2 separate regions of the Pan troglodytes genome follow, and region 1 is linked to region 2. A link is a contact called in public Hi-C data. All regions are on one chromosome and are shown on one strand. The core of a region is the stretch at or near the end of the contact, and the rest is flanking DNA. Distances in the headings are between cores, read along the strand shown. Region 1 has its middle 140 kb from the start of PDZRN3. Region 2 holds the start of PDZRN3 (PDZ domain containing ring finger 3).

The links. Hi-C and Micro-C count contacts between places; a contact is called where the count stands out from the background.
Region 1: a Hi-C map of induced pluripotent stem cells shows a contact between it and region 2, with 2.6 times the contacts expected there. The contact joins the enhancer-like site here to the promoter of PDZRN3 in region 2. A contact is called at or near these places in 2 of 7 Hi-C or Micro-C datasets (induced pluripotent stem cells and stem cell-derived neural progenitor cells), 1 of 1 datasets of contacts at active chromatin or transcription factors (stem cell-derived excitatory neurons) and 1 of 1 other capture datasets (stem cell-derived neural stem cells).

The regions. Positions count from the first base shown.
Region 1 is chr2:77,761,321-77,764,193 of NHGRI_mPanTro3-v2.0_pri, forward strand. No RefSeq gene overlaps it. Among named protein-coding and RNA genes, the nearest start is that of PDZRN3, 140 kb to the left of the region's middle. Within about 2 kb of position 1,436, at least 1 of the 24 cell types and tissues checked has an H3K27ac peak or open chromatin away from gene starts, as enhancers often do. A contact at or near this core is called in induced pluripotent stem cells, where this site is marked.
Region 2 is chr2:77,622,937-77,625,812 of NHGRI_mPanTro3-v2.0_pri, forward strand. It overlaps PDZRN3 (PDZ domain containing ring finger 3), which reads right to left and starts at 1,571. Exons shown (of 9, transcript XM_054680801.1): 1 at 713-1,571. The coding sequence starts at 1,435. LOC104005622 (a long non-coding RNA gene) reads left to right here and starts at 41. Exons shown (of 2, transcript XR_008547015.2): 1 at 41-575; 2 at 2,022-2,876.

The sequences.
Region 1 (2,873 bases), core at 186-2,685, 140 kb after region 2:
AAAAAAAAAAAAAAAATAACCTTGAATGCTTAATTCAGCCCCTAGTTGGGCATTATTTGATCTACACGATGTTGGCTCAGAAAATGTTTTAAAATTTCCCTACAATTTTAATTACTTGCCAACACATTTTAAAGCTTTTCATGAAAGTGTAATATGCATACAGAAATGTGCATATATAAGTGCCCCGTTCAATGAGTTTTCACAAAGTTAATACATCTGTGTAATTAGCACAAAGATCAAAACCCATTACTAGCACCCCAAAGTTCTATTTGTACTTTTTATGTATGAGTAATCAATATTTTTACTTCTGATTGCATTGACTAGATTACTTGCCAACATTTAAAAACCAGAAGGTTTAATTAAAAAAAAAAACTGAAATTTCTGGTTTCTCTTGAAAAATGGAAGCATCTAGTCACATTGGGCTCTTGTTCTCACAGGGTACCAATCAGCTGGAGATAAGGAGGGACTGCCCTCTTTAACTAGGCATACCCTTTCTAGTTTGCCACAGTCCCCACCACTCCCTGTTACCCCCAACCCTCAGGCTTAGTGACAACTATCTTTAATCAATGCACTTCCAGTTAATAGAGTAATTAAAATGAATTAAGACTTAAGTAAAACATTTCTTATACTTGCGTGCTTCTCTCTTTTACATTATATGCCTGGCCTTCATGTACATTTGAGTTTGAGATCCCATCTCCAGGCCTGAGGATTCTCCATATAATTATCAACCTCAGAAAGTATCTCTGATAAAATATATGACACAATACTCTCACACAACACTTTTGACACCAGATGTGTGTGTTTTTCCCACACTAACCGTTCTCCAGTTCTTTGCAGACACCAGCTGGGGACTATCCTATAATTCAATTCAATTCTGACACTATCTACTTGGAGATAGCATCAGATTTCACGGGTTGAGGACTCAGCCTCACAAAACTGCCCCAACTTCAGACACCAGTCAAAAGCCCCAGGTTGTCACCTATGTTGCTGATTGAACACCTATAAACTGGAGGCTCCTACAACTCCTTCCTTGGGTTCGATCATTTGCTAGAATGGCTCATACAACTCAGGAAAACATTTATGTTTACTGTTTTATTATAAAGGATACAACTCAGGAATGATCAGATGGAAGAGATGTGTAGAGCAAAGTATGGGGCAAGGGGCATGGACTTTCCATGCCCTCTCTGTGTACATCCTTCTCCTAGCGCCTCCATGTGTTCAGCATCCTGAGAGCTCACGAAATTTCATTGTTCAAGAATGTTTATGCAGCTATACCTCCAGCCCTGTCCTTCTCAGAGGTGAGTGGGTTGGGCGGAATGTTCCAGCCTTCTAATAACTTAGGCTTTCTGATGAGCAGCCCTATCCTGAGTCTCTCTAGGGGCCCTCCCCTAAGACACCTCATTAGCATAAACTCAGGTGTGGAAGGAAAGGGCCTGGTTATGAATAACAAAAGACATTCCAATCACTGGGGAAATTCCAACGGTTTTAGGTACTCTGCACCAGGACAAAGAGTAGGGGACAAAGACCTAATGTATTTCTTGTTATGCCATAGTATAGTATCTCAAATATTTCTTAAGAACAGAAGTTATAATGATCCTTACCCTCATAATTTGGCTTTTGGGATGCTAAGTAAGTGGTTATACATACTTGCTAAAGTTAATTCAAAGAGAAGTAGATTCAACTTCTTAATAGGCTTTTTTCTTTTCCTCAGTGTTTTAGTCTATTTTGTGCTATTATAACAGAATTCCTGAGACTGGGTAATTTATGATGAACAGAAAGCTGCTTCTTAAAGTTCTGGAGGCTGGGAAGTCTAAGACTAAGGGGTGGACATCTGGCAACAGCCTTCTTTCTATGTCATTCCATAGTGGAAGGGCAAAGAGAGAGAGAGAAAGAGAAGGGAGCCAAAGTCATTCTTTATAAGGAACCCATTCCCCCCATAGCAAACCCACTCCCGCCATAACAACATTAATCCATTCATGCAGGCAGAGCCCTCATGACCTCATCACCTCTTATTAAACCCCATCCCCCAACAGTGTTGCATTGGGGATTACATTTCCAACACATGCTTTTTAGGGGACACAGTCAAACCGTGAATAGCTAGTACTCATAGCTAGGTGTTTTTGTAGGGAGTTTGGGAGTGGTACAAGCAAACACAGGGAGAAAGCTTGAGGATACAGCCTAGGCAGGTACACCAAAATGACCACATCCAGACCTAAGTTCTGGCAGCTACACTTTGCTCTGCTAAAATAGATATCTCTGCTTGTTTAATTTAACTGCAAATTGTAAATTGGAGAGAAAATATTTTCATTGAATAGGTGTTGCTCTGGAGAATTCCAAGAGTAAGGAAAATAAACCAGGAATTGGGCAGGAGCATTCCATAGGAGGAAAAGATAAAAACAATGACAACAGAAATTGGATTATTTCCCATTTGGAAGGGTGGGGAGTCTAAGGATGATGGCAAAGGCAAAGCTAGAAGGAAAGTGCGACCCTTTCTTAAGGCCCTACCTCCTCTGTCAAGGGAAACCCCATCACACTTAAGAGAACCACTTTGCTTTCAAGGAAAGGAAGTATTCCATTCCCTGATGGATAACACAGGTATGAAATGATCCCTTGAGGTGATAATAGGTTGAACTAAGTTTAAGGTTTTGATTAATGATTCTAGGCTAATATGAGGAAGGTACAGGTCAGATTTTGTCAATGAGGACAGAATTGTCCATTTAAAAGGTTTCCAGGTACGGAGCAGTTAAATTTGGGCTGCATAACTTCAACAAATAGTATTGGGGGAACTCTATATCCACATGCAAAAGAATGAAATTGAAGCCTTATCTTATACTATACATAAAAATCAACTCAAAATAAATTAAAGCTTAAAT
Region 2 (2,876 bases), core at 321-2,820:
CCTTTAATTCTTTCTGAAATCCCTGGATGAATACCTCAGGGGTGCCTGGCTGTGTTTTTACTCTGTATACCACGTCTCTAGGGACCATAGTTTCCAACTTTAGAGAGGTTAAGCAGCTTGCTCAAGGTCAGCCAGCTAGTTGGCTGCAAAACCCACGCTTGCATCCAGCTTTTACCCCAGAGGCCTCTCTTCTGATATCCTTCTTAACTTAATCTACACTGGCTGTGGGTTCCCTTTATTTTTTTTCTGGAATCCTAGAGGATGCACGGATACAATTCACCCAGTGTGTCCATCTTTCCTCTCCTAAGTGTCAGTCTATAGGTTTCTGACCTCTAGAGGGTAAGCAACTTGCCCGAGATCCCCCAGCTGGTCTGAGCAGCAAAGCCTTTGAACGCAGTTTTGACTCTGGAGCTGCATTCTTCATTCTTATCCTACACTTGCTTGTGGATTCTTTTTCGTCCTTCCAGAATCCCTGAAGCTGTGCAGCTATACTTTACCGGTTACGTCTAGACTATAAAGGACCACAGTGTTCCACCTCAGGCAGGTTCAGCGACCTGCAGGTAGTGATACAGCTGGTAAGCAGTGGAAGAAGAGGGAGGAAGCAAGGATGTTCCCGGGAAGCTCGGGGCATCCCTGTACCCAAAGGGATGGGGCGGGGCCCGGGGTCCCCAGGGATCCTGGCTGGAGGTCGGGGCGGGCAGCAGGCGCCTACCTTGCCGCCGGGCGGCGCGGCCACGCAGCGGCTGAGCGAGTCGAGGCGCGCGCTGTATTCGGTGAATTTCTTCTGGTAGCGCAGCGCGGTCATCTGCAGCTCAAGCTGCGCCGCGGCCAGCTGGGCCACCAGCGACTTCTCGCGCTTCCCAGCGCGCAGCGCCTCCTTCTTGAGCGCCTTGTGCAGCGCGCCCAGGCGGGCCTGGAGCGCGCCGTTGTGCGCCCGCAGCGCTCGCGCGCAGCAGTGGCCGCCCGCGCGCTGCTCGCCGTGCGTCAAGGGCAGCCCGCAGCCCTCCTGGCAGCGGCCCACTGGCCGCGCGTCGCACGCGTCGCGCATGTGCGCCTCCACGTCGCGCCGCAGCAGCACCTGGCCACAACCCGCGTGGCGACAGCGCGCGGGCGCGAAGTCGCAGCGCTCGAGGTGCTCCGGCAGCTGCTGCAGCTTGACCACCCGGCCGCAGCCGCGCGCCGCGTACGCGCACTTGATGTCCAGCTTGAGGATAAGGCGCTTGAGCGGCAGGACGTGGTTGAGCTCTTTGGCCGACAGGCGACCGCGGCAGCGCGCCGGGCAGCTGCCCTCCTGCACCACCCAGGGCAGCACGCAGCCGGCGCAGAAGACGTGGCCGCACGGCGTGGTCAGCGGGTCCTCCAGGACCTTGTGGCAGAGCGCGCACTTCAGGTCCGGGTCCACGTCGCCGTCGAAGCGGTCCAGCTCGAAGCCCATGGTGGCGGCCAGGCCCCAGGATCGCCGCCGGGCGGCCGGGCGCCCCCTCCCTCCCCACGAGGCGGCCCAGACAGGCCGGCTACGCCGCCCGCGCGCTCGCTCGCTCTCCCCGGACTGAGCCTAATTGATCCAGACTTCCTCGGAAAATGCCCGAGGAACAGGACTCCTCCGGCCGTATTTGCGCGAGCGCGAGCGCACATACATCTTGCCTCGGATGCCTCCCGCCAGCCCCCCGAAAAAGGGAGGAGGCTGGAAGGCAGAAGCGCGTGGAAGGACACTGAGGCTCGCCAGAAGGGACGGGCCAGCCCAGGACGCCAGCCTGAATCTTCTCGGGAAACTCCTTTCTGTTCTCTTACAGTCTGCGCTATAGGAGACAAAACGCCAGCCGAGAAAAGCTCGCTGAGTTTGGAGCTGAGGCTACTGCTTTCTCCCAAGGGTTCTCTTCGAGCCCCTTCCCGAACGGATCAAAACTTTTTTACTCCCTTCTCCCTCCCCCTTCCTCTAGTGGCTGATTGCAGAGGACTAAAAATATCTTGGGGCCCGCTATCTCAGCACTTACGGTCTTTATTTATTTATTTCATTCCAGGGAAAGTTACAGAGCCTGCGGGACGCTCCGGCTGCAACTTCAGTTCTGACCAGAGGTTCTGTGAACCTTCAGGATTTAGCAGGTTTCCAGGACCGGTGGGTGAATCTACCCGGGGAAGTTTTGGTGGACAAGAGCTGCTCGCCAGCTGTCGGAGTGGGAGAGGCCAGCGTGCTGGCTCCATCCACTTCACCTAACACCTCTGAAGTGTCTGCCCTGCAGTGTGGCAAGCGTGGTGCTGAGCGCTTCTAAATCCGTCGCTTTAAAGATCATTAGTACAATGTTGTGAGAGGGTTAGCTCCATTTGAAAATTATTTTCCCGCGATTACAAAAGATGCTGACTGCAGAAGTTAGAACTGGGAGAAGACTCATCACCCCCATGATCATGTCAACAACTGCCCTCCTTCAGTTTTGGTTTGTTTTGTGTGTACACTTTGTCACCTTTCCATTGAGGAAACTCAGGCTAGAAGGAGGATAAAAACAAAACAGAAAACAAAACAAAACAAAAGTGCCCTGTAGGGTCCTGTAGGTCAGTGTTTCTCACATTTTAATGTGGTTGCGGTTCTGATACAGTGGGTCTGGGGCGGGTTCTGAGAATCTCCATGCTGAAAGCACTTCCAAGTGATGCCAATGCTGCTAGTCCATGCTGGTTCTTGGATTCCCACTTGATTGGAAAACCCTGGCGATCCATAGATCTGGACATTCATTCCCTGCATGCAGTACAGCAAACCTGGCTGGGTAGCATTCAGCAACACTCCTGAGCAATGGAGGAATATTTTTGGAATTCCAAACTGGGTGTAAAGTTCATAGCATCATGCATTGATTTTATTTTATTTATTTTATTTTTTTTTACCTTCC